2 separate regions of the Oryctolagus cuniculus genome follow, and region 1 is linked to region 2. The links are chromatin contacts, called in public Micro-C maps. All regions are on one chromosome and are shown on one strand. The core of a region is the stretch at or near the end of the contact, and the rest is flanking DNA. Distances in the headings are between cores, read along the strand shown.

Region 1 (3,207 bases), core at 695-3,194, 170 kb before region 2:
AGTCCCGGTCGGGGCGCCGGATTCTGTCCCGGTTGCCCCTCTTCCAGGCCAGCCCTCTGCTGTGGCCCGGGAGTACAGTGGAGGATGGCCCAGGTGCTTGGGCCCTGCACCCCATGGGAGAGCAGGAAAAGCACCTGGCTCCTGGCTCCTGCCACCGGATCAGCGCGGTGCGCCGGCCGCAGCGCGCCTGCCGCGGCGGCCATTGGAGGGTGAACCAACGGCAAAGGAAGACCTTTCTCTCTGTCTCTCTCTCTCACTGTCCACTCTGCCTGTCAAAAAAAAAAAAAAAAAAAAAAAAAGAAGTAGAGCAGGCCGGCGCTGCGGCTTGCTAGGCTAATCCTCCGCCCTGCGGTGCTGGCACACCGGGTTCAAGTCCCGGTCGGGGCTCCGGATTCTGTCCCAGTTGCCCCTCTTCCAGGCCAGCTCTCTGCTGTGGCCAGGGAGTGCAGTGGAGGATGGCCCAAGTGCTTGGGCCCTGCACCCCATGGGAGACCAGGAGAAGCACCTGGCTCCTGCCATTGGATCAGTGTGGTGCGCTGGCCACGGCGACCATTGGAGGGTGAACCAATGGCAAAGGAAGACCTTTCTCTCTGTCTCTCTCTCTCACTGTCCACTCTGCCTGTCAAAGACAAAAAACAAAACAAAACAAAAAGTAGAGCAGCCAGGTCTCAAACTGGCACCCATATGGGATGCCGGCACTGCAGGCAGCGGCTTTATCTGCTACATCACCGTGCTGGCTCCGCAGATTTACTTTTTAAAGTAGATAACCTTCTGATTGAAACAGCACATGCAGGACACCCCACTCCTGCCGTGGAAACGCCTGCTGAGGGAGACTCGGTGATGAATCAGTCTGTGACCATGGAGTCCGAGCTGAGTGAGTTGCATTGACATATTGACCAGTTTGAAACGTGAATACAGCTCAGGAGATGCAGGATGTGCCTGGGCTAGAGGCACGTGGAATCTCTGTCGCTCCCCTCTCTATAGTTCTTTCAAATAAATAATTCAGTCTTTTTAATAATTAAATAGAGCTCCTGCCTTTGGCCTGGCCCAGTCCTGGCCATTGTGGCCATCTGGGAAGTGAGCCAGAGGACAGGTCTCTATCTCTTTCTCTCTCTCTATAAAACTCTTTTTATTGTTTTTATTTATTTATTTGAAAGTCATAGTTAAACTGAGAGAGAAGGAGAGGTAGAAAGAGAGAGGTCTTCCATCTACTGGTTCACTCCCCAATTGGCCACAACGGCCAGAGCTGCGCCGATCAGGAGCCAGGAGCTTCTTCCAGGTCTCCCACGTGGGTGCAGAGACCCAAGGACCTGGGCCCTCTTCCACTGCTTTCCCAGGCCATAGTGGAGAGCTGGATCAGAAGTGGAGCAGCGGGGACTTGAACTGGTGCCCATATGGGATGCTGGCCCTGTAGGCGGTGGCTTTACCCACTACACCATAGCAGCTTTACCCTAAAACTCTGACTTTCAAGTAAATAAATAAATAAATCTTTAAATAATGATGAAAATGATTTGAGAAAATATCAGAAGCCTTTCTAGGGGACAGGTATTTGGCCAGGTTGTTGGGATACCCGTTCCCATGTCCTGGTTCCAGGTTCCTGCTAATGATACTCTCCTCGCCCACAAGTGATGGCTCAAGTGGGTGAGTCCCTCTACCCAGAAGGGAGACCTGGATCAGGTCCTAGAAGTAAACTAGTGAATGGGAGACTCCCCCTCCTCTCTCCCATCCCACTGCTTCTTCATAAATAAAATTTTAATCTTTGTATTTGACCTAATATGTAATAGTCCCTAGTAAAAATCTCCTAAAGAATTGAGATGTAGTTTCCATTGTAGCTGTTTAATGGCAGTTTGAATCCGTGCTCTGGCGTTCTAACACTGACCACCAGTCGGCAGCCACGAGCAGCCGGCAGCTCGGAGCTGGAGCGCGCCTTCAGCAGCAGCCGGGAGGAGCTCTCTCCGGCAGGCCGGCTTCCTGGCTGCAGTCCAGACGAGGGTTGTCTTTCCTGTGTTACACTCAGTTGTCCTAGACTTGAGGGGACAGCCCGTCTCTGGGCTGTGGATTCAGCCTCCATTCTGGTCTTGTCTTTGGATCCTTATTGATGAGCCAACAGCAACAAAAAACCCGAGTGCAGAAGTGACCAGCAGTGAGGTGTTTGCTGACTGCTCTCCAAGTGTGAGCTCAGCCGTATCCTCGTGTCCTCTGCCTGGAGCCTGTCCCTTCTTGATGTTGGAAATGTGTGGTAGACTTTGCCAGAATAAGCTGGGACACGGTCCCATCCCTCTTCAGGAAAATGTGCGCACAGGTCAAAGCTAGGGGTTGCAAAACTCAAATGTGTTCTAAAGCAAAGAGAAGTGAGGACGGCAAGTGAGCAGACTGCCCGCCTGGCTGTCCTTTTTGGAAAATATTATTTGTGTTTTTTCGTAATTGCCTTCAGACTGGGGACGGTGCTGATGAATGTCGGGTCATGGTTGTGGGAAGTTTCTTGGGGCTCTGCTTGGACGATGGGGCCCAAACAAGAGAGCCAGCCTTCTCGTTGGGTGCTGTGCCCTTGCGAAGGAACTGTACTTCAGTGAGCACCTTGGATCTCGAGTGACTGGGGTTTTGTTTCCTGGTTTCTAGGGCTCTCAGAAGCGAGCTATCACCACCCCAGAAACCCCCCTGACGAAAAGGACTGTGTCTGCCCGTAGCCCCCACCAGCTGCTTTCTCCGTCAAGTTTCTCTCCAAGGTACGGATCAGACTGGGGTGCCTCCAGGTGCCCCAGAGCAGCCCCTGCTGGCTGGCTGCTGCAGGCTGACCGCAGAGTAACTGATTAACTGGGCGGAGGGCACCTCTGCCGAGAGCCACCGGGAGAGCCAGTGCCCCCGGCCTCCCCGGCGCTGCCTTTGTGGCAGATTTCTGTTTCTCACAGTAATGGGGGAGACTGGCTGCCCACCCACTTCTGCAGGCGCCTTTCCTAGATCGGGAACTGGCGTCTTCTGCAGCCAACAGCCCGTCTGTCCAGGAACCTGCCAGTCTGACAAGTGGGTTTCCACCTGCTTCTCTTAGTTTGTGTTTTGCTGGGCTTGCTTTCTTCTTCTTCTTTCTTTCAACCTAATTATTTTTTCAAAAGAAAAAGCACGTGTCTTTGTTCATAGTGTTGTGTAACCTGTTGATTATTCCTCACTCAGGTCACAGCTAGTCAGTCGTCTTCACTGTGAGTCTGTGCT
Region 2 (3,189 bases), core at 460-2,959:
TGACGAGGCGGCTGGAGGGGATGAGGTTTTCTGTCAACTGGTTCACTCCCCACGTGGCCACCAAAGCCAGGGCTGGGCCAGGCTGGAACCGGGAGCTTCATCCTGGCTTCCCACATGCTTGGGCCACCTTCTGCTTTCCCAAGTGCCTCTGCGGTCGGCCGGATGGGAAGTGCAGTAGCCAGGGCTGGAATGGGACGCTGACGTTGCAGGCAGTGGCTCGGCCCACTGCACCGCAGTGTTGGCCCCAACTTTACTTGTCTGAGGGGGGAGAGTGGGCTTCTGTAGCTGGGTTGGAAGAGCAGCAGCTGGGAGTTGATGCAGCCAGGACTTAAACCAGCACTCGAATATAGGATGCCGGTGTCCCCTACAGGCCCTTAACCACCACAGCGCCGGCCTCGGCGTCTCGTCCTTGACGTGGAACTCGTGTGAACCCTGCCTTGGCTCTGCTTACTCACACAAGAAACGGACTCCTTGTCTTTCAGGTGGTCTTCATAGTGTTGGAGAAGAAAGACTCACTTTGGTTTCTTGCAATAAAAATTGAAAACTTCATTGGTGTGATTCTTCTGTGTATAAAATAATTGTCCCTGAGTAGATGGGGGGTGTGGTGCCGGGTGTCCCATCCCTGGGAAACGGCGTTCATGATGCCGCTCAGGAGGCGGGACGCTTGGTGGAGTGTCGGGACAGGTAGCATTGCCACAGGAACGTTGGTACAAGACAGATTTATCCATTGGAAAGAGATCATCCTCTGCTTCACTCCCAGTTGGCCACGACAGCAGGAGCTGTGCCAGTCCGAAGCCAGGAGCCTGGAGCCGCCTCTGGGTCTCCCACATGGGTGCAGGGCCCAAGCACTTGGGCCATCTTCCGCTTTCTCAGGCCACGGCCCAGAGCTGGATCCAAAGTGGAGCAGCGGGGTCTCAAACCGGTGCCCGTGCGGGATGCCACACGCAGGCGGAGGCTCTACCCGCCATGCCACAGCACTGGCCCTGACACTTACAGTTTGCAAGTGTTCTCACTTCCTGAACTAGGCAGCTGCAACAGGGCCGGGCCAGGCAGGAGCCAGGCCTCCCATGTGGATGGACCAGCCCACGAACACTTGGGCCATCTGCCTTTTCCAGCCTGGAAACTGGATAGGTGAGGCAGCCAGGACAGAACGTGCGGTTCATGGCAGCTTGACCGGCCCTGCCTTTGTGAAGGTACATTCTGAGTGGCTGAGCAGCCGGTGCAGGTCCCTGTCCCCTGGGACATTGTGCCTCTGATACTGGGAGGGCTGGCCTGTGGCCCCGGTGTGAAACCCCTTAGTATATGTCCCTCCTTGGGACGCCATCCCACCCCACTTCCTGGGCCTTGAGGCCCATTCCCATCAGCCCAGCCAGGTCTAAGGAAGATTGGCACCCAGCATGGTGGGGGACCCCTGCTGACGCCGCATTCCTGGCCAGTGGAGTCGCCGCAGCGCCGGCCCCAGCAGCGCTGCCATCCTAATACCTGATTTTGTGAATGGGGGAAGCAGGTTGTGATTGGCTCGTGGCCAGAGCAGTGGAGCTGGGATCAGAGCCCTAGTCAGCTCCCTTACTTCACCTGTGTGTCGCCGTCCTTGGCTGAGGCAATGGCTAACCCCAGGCTGAGTGGGCTCTGGCCACAGGCCTGAGTGCTGGGACAGCTCTGTCCCTGGCCACGGGAGGAGCTGGACCAGGCGCTGCGGGCCTGCCCGGAGTCCCCTCGCCCCGTTTGGGTGTCCCCGTGGGAGCAGGGCCGGGTGTGCAGAGCTGAGGGCTCCCATGGAGGCGCACACATGGCACTGGGGAACAGCAGGCCGCGGACCTGCCGGGCTGCATGGCTGCATGCATCCCATGGAAATGTAGTAAAGGCCAGACCCGGCTCCCATCGGTGACAGGCAAGGGTGGAAAGTCAGCCCAAAGTCACCTCTGTCTGCCTCAAAGGGAGTGCGGAACGCAGAGTCCCCAACAGGCTGTGTCCACAGCCAGAGGCTGGATCTCGGGGTGGGCCTTGCTAGTGCTCGCATCCCACACTGCAGAGCCCCTGAGTGTCCGGCTCTGCACTTTTTTTTTTTTTTTTTTAAGGTTTATGGGGCCGGCGCTCTGGCGCAGTAGGTTAATCCTCCACCTGTGGCGCCGGCATCCCATATGGGCGCCGGTTCAAGTCCCAGCTGCTCCACTTCCAATGCAGCTCTCAGCTGTGGCCTGGGAAAGCAGCAGAAGATGGCCCAAGTCCCTGGGCCCCTGCACCCGTGTGGGAGACAGAAGCTCCTGGCTCCTGGCTTCGGGTCGGCACAGCTCCGGCTGTTGCGGCCATCTGGGGAGTGAACCAGCAGATGGAAGACCTCTCTCTCTGTCTCTCCCTCTCATTGTTTGTAAATCTACCTCTCAAATAAATAAGATCTTTAAAAATATATTTAATTTATTTACTTGAAAGAGTTACTTGAAAGAGAGAGAGGTCTTCCATCCACTGGTTCACTCCCCAAATGGCAACAGCCGGAGCTGTGCCGATCCGAAGCCAGGAGCCAGGAGCTGCTTCTGGGTCTCCCACACAGGGGCCCAAGCACTGGGGCCATCGTCCACTGCTTTCCCAGGCCACAGCAAAGAGCTGGATTGGAAGAGGGGCTGCTGGGACTAGAACCAGCGCCCACGAGGGAGGCTGGCGCTGCAGGCCAGGGCTTTAACCCGCTGCGCCACAGCACCAGGCCCAGCTCTGCGTTTCTGATCCAGCTTCCTGCAATGCATCCTGGGAGTCAGCAGACTCAAAGTGCTTGGGTCCCTGCTGCCCCCTGTGAGAGAACCAAGTGCAGTTCTGGGCTCCTGGTCTGGCCTGGCCCAGTCCTGGCTGTTGCAGGCATTTGGGGAGTGAATCAGCAGAAGGAAGACCCCTCTCTCTCTTGCTCTGCCTATTAAGTAAATGAAGATAAACATTTTATTTATTTATTTAAGATTTATTTATTTGAGAGGGACAGACATTTAAAAAATTATTTGAGGGCCGGTGCCGTGGCTCACTAGGCTAATCCTCCGCCTGTGGCGCTGACACACCAGGTTCTAGTCCCAGTTGCGGTGCCGGTTCTGTCCCGGTTGCCCCTCTTCCAGGCCAGCTCTCTGCTGTGGCCCGGGAGTACAGTGGAGGATGGCCCAGGTGCTTGGGCCCTGCACCCCATGGGAGACCAGGAGAAGCACCTGGCTCCTG

The links. Hi-C and Micro-C count contacts between places; a contact is called where the count stands out from the background.
Region 1: a Micro-C map of ear pinna shows a contact between it and region 2, with 3 times the contacts expected there. The contact joins two enhancer-like sites. A contact is called at or near these places in 2 of 6 Hi-C or Micro-C datasets (ear pinna and an unstated tissue).

Annotation. Positions count from the first base shown.
Region 1 is chr1:6,338,353-6,341,559 of mOryCun1.1, reverse strand. It overlaps POLA2 (DNA polymerase alpha 2, accessory subunit), which reads left to right. Exons shown (of 18, transcript XR_007913532.2): 5 at 2,620-2,726. Among named protein-coding and RNA genes, the nearest start is that of POLA2, 5.5 kb to the left of the region's middle. Within about 2 kb of position 1,944, at least 3 of the 8 cell types and tissues checked have an H3K27ac peak or open chromatin away from gene starts, as enhancers often do.
Region 2 is chr1:6,166,176-6,169,364 of mOryCun1.1, reverse strand. No RefSeq gene overlaps it. Among named protein-coding and RNA genes, the nearest start is that of SCYL1, 14 kb to the right of the region's middle. Within about 2 kb of position 1,709, at least 3 of the 8 cell types and tissues checked have an H3K27ac peak or open chromatin away from gene starts, as enhancers often do.